Regions from separate parts of the Hordeum vulgare genome. Here all the other regions are linked to region 1. The links are chromatin contacts, called in public Hi-C maps. All regions are on one chromosome and are shown on one strand. Each heading gives the region's core, a stretch centred on a gene start, on an enhancer-like site or on the middle of the called end of the contact. The rest is flanking DNA. Distances are from core to core; before and after follow the strand shown.

Evidence for each region. A called contact is a pair of places that touch in the nucleus more often than the background predicts.
Region 2: a Hi-C map of seedling shows a contact between it and region 1, with 4 times the contacts expected there. The contact joins the promoter of LOC123394957 here to the promoter of LOC123397542 in region 1. A contact is called at or near these places in 3 of 6 Hi-C or Micro-C datasets (leaf and seedling) and 1 of 1 datasets of contacts at active chromatin or transcription factors (embryo).
Region 3: a Hi-C map of seedling shows a contact between it and region 1, with 3 times the contacts expected there. The contact joins the promoter of LOC123395714 here to the promoter of LOC123397542 in region 1. A contact is called at or near these places in 2 of 6 Hi-C or Micro-C datasets (leaf and seedling).

The regions. Positions count from the first base shown.
Region 1 is chr5H:71,239,716-71,242,490 of MorexV3_pseudomolecules_assembly, forward strand. It overlaps LOC123397542 (metal transporter Nramp6-like), which reads left to right and starts at 1,413. Exons shown (of 4, transcript XM_045092070.1): 1 at 1,413-2,146. The coding sequence starts at 1,500.
Region 2 is chr5H:70,873,329-70,876,028 of MorexV3_pseudomolecules_assembly, forward strand. LOC123394957 reads right to left here and starts at 1,414. Exons shown (of 6, transcript XM_045089862.1): 1 at 909-1,414; 2 at 306-511. The coding sequence starts at 1,118.
Region 3 is chr5H:71,713,690-71,716,531 of MorexV3_pseudomolecules_assembly, forward strand. It overlaps LOC123395714, which reads left to right and starts at 1,479. Exons shown (of 3, transcript XM_045090742.1): 1 at 1,479-2,104; 2 at 2,752-2,842. The coding sequence starts at 1,700.

The DNA of each region.
Region 1 (2,775 bases), core at 163-2,662:
GACACGATGAGAGTAGGACTAAGCAGAAGGCTGCAGACTATCGATCCGAGAAGGATTAATAAGTGTACTACCATGTGGTCATTTCCTGCCCGACGACAAGTGTTGTCTGGGACACCATGGGCGAGATTTGAAAGATCCCAACAAAGAAGACAATACTAAACACCGGTGATGAATGATTGTTTGGCTTGTTGCTCACACTTATGAATGTGGAATGAACGAGGGTCCTAATGATCATATGAAGAAATTGGCAAGTTCGAAATGATACCTTGCATGATAATGTCTCGGCTAAAGTTGAAGCAACGCAGAAGTTCTTGCTAATCCATGTTTCATCCATGGAGCAAATCAAATTCAACGCTATAAACGAGATAGATAGAGCATGTTTTATATTACTGATCATCTCTAGAATAAGGTCACGGATCGACTAGCCTATATGTCGAAAGCGAAGCATCGTACTAAATTGTGATCGCAGGCTGACCCAAAAGCTCAGAGTTGTTTGTTGGTTACTGATTGTAATCCTATCATTCATAACCGATAAAAATAAAGCTCATTTTCACACAAAATAGAAGGTATACCAGGGACATCCTAAATTTCTGATAAACATGGCCACAATAGGAGAATAGGACTAGCAGAAGGCTGCACTGTCGATCCAGAAGGATTAATAAGCATGCTACTATAAAAGGATCCAAAAAGGTCGAGATAGTGGTGTCACAAAAAAGGGCATTTGAATAAGGGAGTGAAAAAGGGACGAGTCTCGGGTTGAGCTCAGGTCTCCTAGGTGGCGGCGTAAGGCTTTGACCATTGGACCGAGTGTGTGGTTGTGTTTAAATAGGGGCCAAACAGTATATACAAGTTAAAGAAAACAACCCATGTAGCAAATCAACTCATTTTTTCATTTATGAAAGATACAGTGAATAATTTACGTCAACTCTAAGGGTAATTTTAATGACAGATGGGCAGAAGCAATAGCCCTTTTATAACTCTTGATTATTTTTTTACAAGTAGATTGGTTGTATTTATAAAGTGAAGGTGTTGAAGAAGACTGAGCAAAGCAAGTCATGCCTAGACCATTTGATGGAAGAGATAATGACATATTGAGATGGAGGGAGCATGTGTGCATAGATCTATCATCAACTAGCCTATATGTCGAAAACAGGACATCATACCAAATCGTGGTGCAGGATGGCCCAAAGGCTTTGAGTTGTCTGCTGATTACAGAATCCTATCATCGATTTCCACAGGCACAAAACAAAACAAAATAATACTGTATATCTTTTTCAGGGACAACCAAATAGACACGACGAGAGTAGGACTAAGCAGAAGGCTGCACTATCGATCCGAGAAAGATTAATAAGCGTACTACTACTACTATAAAAGGGTCCAAAAAGGTCGAGATAGTGGTGTCACGAAGCATCCGGTTGGGGAGGCTGGCACGTGCCGACCACGTGCCCCGCGAAATCGCCGCACCGTCGCGGCGTAAACTCGCACAGAAACGCATCTCGATGTCCGCCCACGCCGGCTCCGGCGCCGCGGGAGACGCCGGTGCGGCCCGAGCCGACGATGAGGCGCTCGCCCTCCTTCCCGCCTCGGCGCCCGGGGGCGACCACGGCGACGGCGGCAGCAGCAGCGGCCGCGAGGAGGAGGAGGACCTCGAGGAGCGCGCGTTCGAGGCGTCCGAGAAGGTCATCGTCTCCATCTCGGACGACCCGGACGCGGACGCCGACCTGGAGGCGCAGCTCGCCTCGTCCTCGGGCTCGCCGCCCTTCTCGTGGCGGAAGCTCTGGCTCTTCACGGGCCCCGGCTTCCTGATGAGCATCGCCTTCTTGGACCCGGGCAACCTCGAGGGGGACCTCCAGGCCGGTGCCGCGGCCGGAGACACGCTGCTGTGGCTGCTCATGTGGGCCACCGCCATGGGCCTCCTCGTGCAGCTCCTCGCCGCGCGCCTCGGGGTCGCCACCGGCCGGCACCTCGCCGAGCTCTGCCGCGACGAGTACCCCGACTGGGCGCGCCGCGCTCTCTGGCTCATGGCCGAGGTCGCCATGGTCGGCGCTGACATCCAGGAGGTCATTGGAAGCGCGATCGCCATCAAGATCCTTAGCAATGGGTATCTGCCGCTCTGGGCCGGCGTTGTCATCACCGCCTTGGATTGGTGAGTTTGGACTTCCTCCCATTGGCTGTTGATTTTTTTTATATTTTTTTTGCAATTGGACTAATTTGATTGTAGACAAGGTGCTGAATCACAGAATAGTTCCAAAATAAGTTGCTCTTTGTCTAATCAGCACTAGGGATTTTACCAAAAGATGAGAAACTGGAAAAGTGATTTTTGTCCCAGTCGTTGCTAGTGACATTTGGGCGAGGTTTTAGTGTTAGATCTCAGTTAGTTATTTGCTTACTGTCACTGCTTATGGTAGCGTCACGTTAGTTTGAGGACCCAACATGGTTAGGTGTTGGTTTGGTGCAGATTTGGTTGTAAATCATGATGCACGCTTGCTTTAATTCTCAGCTACAGGATTGCTTGATCTTTTTTGTTGAGGTTGTACTACCAGTGAAGTGACAAGTGACGATGTACATTTGGCCTACTTTTAATTCATTCTGCCCTATGAGATACGAGGGTTGCAGACATTTACCTTCCTTGACAAGAATCAGCAAAATTTTAATTAGAAGTTAAAAGCTTGAATTTTAATTCGTTTCTGCTTAGCAACTACAGAAACTGGAATTTTCTGAACCCTTGCGATGAAAAGATCAGAGAGGTTTGTTATGCGATTGATTGGCACTTGG
Region 2 (2,700 bases), core at 164-2,663, 370 kb before region 1:
ATGTGTGACTCAAAGTGCAGCAAACTGTTCTGATAATTGCCCTTTTTACAGTGAGTAGTGACAGTTGAATTTCGATTTCCTACACAAAGATAATAAGAGCAGGCTACCAGCCTACCATTAATGGCGTACTTTCCCAGTCCACCTCACATAACGGGTTGACCTAGATTCCACATCAAGTAATTTGCTACTTCTATATGCACACAATTGCAAAAGGTAGCCATGCCAAAATGCATCTTCTTTTGACCAGAGACAATCAAATTCAACTATAATCTATAGGAATGGTATGATTCAGGAGAAAAGCATACCCTGTCTTTATTGAAGATATCACCAACTTGAAGAAGGGATCCCAAAGGGCCTCCACGACAACACGGAACTGATCAGACGGAAGCAGGCCCAACATGCCCGAAACAGTCCTCTTCATTGCATCCACAGTTTCAGGAGGAACATCTCTCTGGACTACACTTAGATCCAAAGGTTCTACATCTTTTATCAAGTTCCAAAGTGAAGATTTCTGCACACAGTACAAGTGCGTCATAATAATGAACAGTATCGGCACATCGATTCGATAGGATTAAAAGATGCTAATCCTATTCCAGATAACCTTTTCCAGTGGAAGGCTGGAGGCTCACAAGAATCTAGTTCTTTGTGAGTGGGAGGTAAATAACCTCCTCACGCCTGTCTGGAGACACCTCAATCTACAGGTAACCTATTCTATGCTGCTTATGATTTTAGTTTCTATCTACAAGATCTTTTTTTGATAATTTATTATATTGTAGAGTTGCACACATGAATATAGTATATAGCAATTTGTATTTGCTCAAACAAAGGGGCAGAGTTTCGTTTCGCTACTACGGACAGACACCCGCTCCACGGAGGGGCATCGGCATCGGCATCGGCATCGCGCTCACCTCGGGGAACCCGTGGAGATGCCTCCCGCGGGCGTAGAGCTCGTCGGGCGACGCCGCGGAGGAGGCCGCAGCCACCACGACCCCGAGCCTCCTGCGCCGGACGCCGCCGCCCGCCGCCAGTTGAGGAACGGGGGCGCCGAGGAGCCGCCGCCCGGGGACGTGCACGGCCGCCCCCTGCGGCGGCGCGCGGATGCCGGCGGAGATCGGCATGTGCGGGCGGCCGTCGCCGGCGGCGAGACCCCTCTGATTGTCTCGCGAGGTCTGGTGCTTGGTTGGTGGGTGGTGGTTCGTGCGGGCGCCTAGCTGGACCCAGGATAAGCGCCAGCTCGTGTCTCGCTTGCCATGCGGGCCCGGCCGGGCGTAACGCGTGGACGCGCTCCGGCCTTCCCACGTATGGCCTCGCGTGGACCGTCGCGTCACCTTCACCCACCGCGTCGCCTACTGAGTTACCACTGGCGCACCTCCGCCAGCAGAGCAGGCCAAGTTCCCGTGTACCGCGGCGCACAGACTTGCGTCTAACGAAAATCAGATCCGAGTTCTTTTATACACAGAAGTCGGCCGAGCATACAGCCAACCTTATAAGCCTACACTCGTACACTCTATATCTATGAACACCTTAAAAGACACAGTCGACACGTTATGTTAACATTGATAAAGTCGTTATATACGTCTTTGTAGTCGACGGAAACGTCTTCTTTCATTAAAGACATATCGACGAAAGACCTAAAATAAATTTTAAAAAATACAAATATTAATGTCAAGCCCAGAAAAATCAGATGGAGGTGTTCTCTTCGACTACGAAGACGTTTGTGACAACCTTGTTAATTTCTCTTTTTTCTGAACCGGACAACCCCTTTCCATTACTTTGACATAACGGAAATACAGTATCCAAACCAAAAGGAAAACCAGAAAAGGGGTGCGAGTCCAAAGCACTCTTGGAAAACCCACACATAGGCACTCGTCATCGAGCAACCTACCGTAGGGCGAAAACCCAAGAACACCCACTCATCGCACACAGCAATTCAAGATAGTATAAGAAGCTCCAGAAGAAACACAGGTCATCGCCTGAATCCACTCCACGCAGGGAGGCACACAAACTCCTGAACTACTCACCAGAACCAAACATCAAAACAGGATAAACCCACCATCAAGCCTCCTCTGGAGCCACACAGATCCTCATCAAAGTCGATGCATTGCTCTTCAGCATCTTCACCCCTCGCTCCATTGCATCTTTGTCCTCCCCCGTCAACAGCCCTGCCCAATACATTAGGAAGCCACAAGCAGAGTAAATAACATCAAAAGGAGACCTCAGCTTCTTATTCTCAAAGGTCGCACGATTGCGGCAATTCCACAATGCCCAACAAATAGCAGCAAGAGCACAAGTATAAAACCTAGCCCCATTAGGCATATAAGCATAGCACCAAGCATAAAACTGTCAAAGATTACTAGGGCCCTTGCTTGTGCCAAGCATACAACCCACAGTTCTCCATGCCACTCTAGCCACAGGACAAGTAAAGCATAGATGTTGCGAAGTCTCCCTCTCCGAGCAAAATGAACATCTAGGATTACCTTTCCACTTTCTTTTTTCCATCACATCACGCGTGAGAATAGCATCCTGAAACAGTTGCCATAGGAAAATCTGGATCTTCAGAGGCAATTTTGCTCTCCAGATCCATCTAAAGTCACAACCAGCAATATTACTTTCTAAATGCTCATACACAGATTTAGTAGAAAACCTTTTTCCACCCCCAAGCTTCGAGACAAATTTGATCTAGTTCATCAGAGATGACCC
Region 3 (2,842 bases), core at 229-2,728, 470 kb after region 1:
TGCTGTCATGATCTATTTGATTAAGTTTTGTAATAATTTGTTCATATTTTCAACAAGTGGGATCAGGAGTGGCTACACAATTTGTCCGGGTAGGGTAGAGTATGCTTGCGATGCGTGCCACGTGAGTACTGGGAGTAGTACACATGTAACGGCAAGGTGGTCTGTTGTCCGTTTTCCCAAACCTGCGAAGCTTCGCGCCATGACGGCGTGCCATGGGCTCGCGTGGGGACCATGTGTCAGACATGGACAGTGCCAGTGGATGCGCTCACCTCGCCAGCTCGTAGTAGTGGGTGAGGCATTTTCTTCTCACCGCAAAAAAATTAAAAGAAAGGTTTGCTTTTTTTACTTTCTTTGTTTTATCTTTTCTGTGTTTATCTTATTGAGCAAAGAATGGCAATTGCTTGCTGTTTCTATGTGAGGAAAAGGAAACGCGGATCCAATATTATATCACTTTCTATGTATAAAAAGGAAACCTGAGAGGTAATCCGCTAGCTCTTTATATGACACTAGCTCTTTGTACACACTATGACGATGCACATTGAGAACCGAAGCACATCTTCTGAATTAGGCGCTTACAATAGAAAATATGCTCTTATAATACTGTGAATTACATTTCCTTTTATTTTTGTGTGAAAAGAGATATGACTCATACAACTAGGAAGTTGTCGCGTGAAAGCAATTATTATGGCTTTACGTTTGTCGTGACAACGCATGTAGATAAACATGCAGGAAAAAGGTCAACTTATGGCACAAGTTAATGGTCTAATCCCTTTATATAAGAAAAATGATTGTATTATTTATCACATGTGTCACGCTAATGGTCTAGCTTACATTACATGCATTCAATTAAACCAAAGCAACAGCATTCTTAAAAAGAAAAAAACCCACAGAGCGACTCTTTCAAACAACATTATAGAAAACATCAAAATAAAATCCGATCTGCTAAAGGAAAATCCTGATGTATCACTCAAAACTATTAGAAAGAAAATCCCTGAAGTATCATCCATAAATAAGGATTTTCTCAGCATCTCCCAACACAACACATTACACATCTGTAAGTATATTTTAGATACAGATGTATATATAGATATATTTTAAAATATAAATTCATTCATTTTGTTTTATATGTAATCTTCTAATGACATCTTTAAAAATACTTACATTTCAAAACGAAGGGAGTAGAAAACATCGAAATAAAATCTGATCCACTAAAGGAAATCCGGATGTATCACTAAAAAATATTTCCTCCATATCTAAATAATTATGATTAGAGATAAATAGACTAATTTGTTTCAACTACAACTATTTAAACATAGAGGGACTATTAGAAAGAAAATCCCTGAAATATCACCCATAAATAAGGATTTTCTCAGCATCTCCCAACACAGCACAGTACACAGAGAGGATAGGAGGGTAAGCTCACCATGGCGGTAACCCTAGTCAGCCGCCCACTGTGTTAACCGCCCCGCGCAGTCCAGTCTCAGTCGCTCAGGGGGGTCACACACTCGGCGCCGCGCCTCCAGTCTGCTCCCAACCCTTTTTTCCGGCCCAGCCCCCTCGCCATCGTTTATATTCGCACCCCACTCCACTCCCCCACTCTCTTTGTCGCCAACACAAGCTACACACACACTGGCCTGAGGCTCTGCCTTCTCGGCGCTCGTGGTCTCGGCTAATCGCGACAAGATCCCTGCCACCGGCCATGGACAAGAAGCAGGGCTTCTTCTCGGCGCTGCGGGGGGAGGTCGCCCGCGGGCTGTCGCCGGCTCGGGCGCGGCGGAGGGCCGAGGAGGCGGCGGCGGCGAAGGCGGCGCTGCGGTACGCGGGGGGCGGCGGTGGCGGGGAGGCCCTCGCGCCGCTCATGGAGGGCCCGGATCCGGAGGAGGCCGGCGCCGGGCGCGCGCGCAGAGACGGGTGGGGCCGCTGGGTGCGGGGCCAGCTCGCCCGCGCGCCGTCGTCCGGGCCGGTGGCCTCCGCGGCCGGCGCCGGCGCCGCCAGGCGGAACGACCTCAGGATGCTGCTCGGGGTCATGGGCGCGGCGCTCGCGCCCGTGCATGTCTGCGCCGCCGAGCCGCTCCCGCACCTCAGCATCAAGGACACCCCCATCGTAAGCGCTCGCTGTTGCTCCCTTCTCTGCCTGCTTGCTTCTTCTTGCTGTAGATTGAGTTCGCTCTGGCGCGCTCATGAGCAGAAATCTTTCCGTCCATTAGAAGATTTGATTCACTGATTGATTGCTACGGCCGACTCCTTTTGGCTGGAATTAGTAGTAGTACTTTTTTGTTCTCTTATACAAGTTATTAAATTGGAGAGGCTGTTTTTCGACGTTTTCTCTGGAATGTGTTCCAGAAACTTGTTGGTTTGTTAGGGGAAACACTTTATAGAAATGAGTTGTTGATGTGATATGTTCAGCAAGGGTTCTTGTATTTGCTACTCCCTCCGTCCCAAAATAACTGTCTCAACTTTATACTAGCTCTAGTATAAAGTTGTACTAAGCTTAAGACAATTATTTTGGGACGGAGGGAGTACAAAATTGTCATCTGAACATATTGCCACTCTAAAAAGGAAAAAAAAAATGGCTTTCCTTGTACTCCGTATGATACAGCATGCCCCTTTAACAGATAATGCGTATTTTGCTGTAAAGAAGAAAGATTAAACTTAAAGCTGAATGAGCTGCTTGATGTGAAAAATGGCTCTTTACCATACCTTTATAGCTGTTCACCAGCGAGGTGTTGATATGCTCTACGCTCTACGCAGGAGACTTCGTCGGCGCAGTACATTCTGCAGCAGTATCTGGCTGCCTCCGGCGGGCAGAAGCTCCTCTCTTCAGTCCGAAACTCGTACGCCA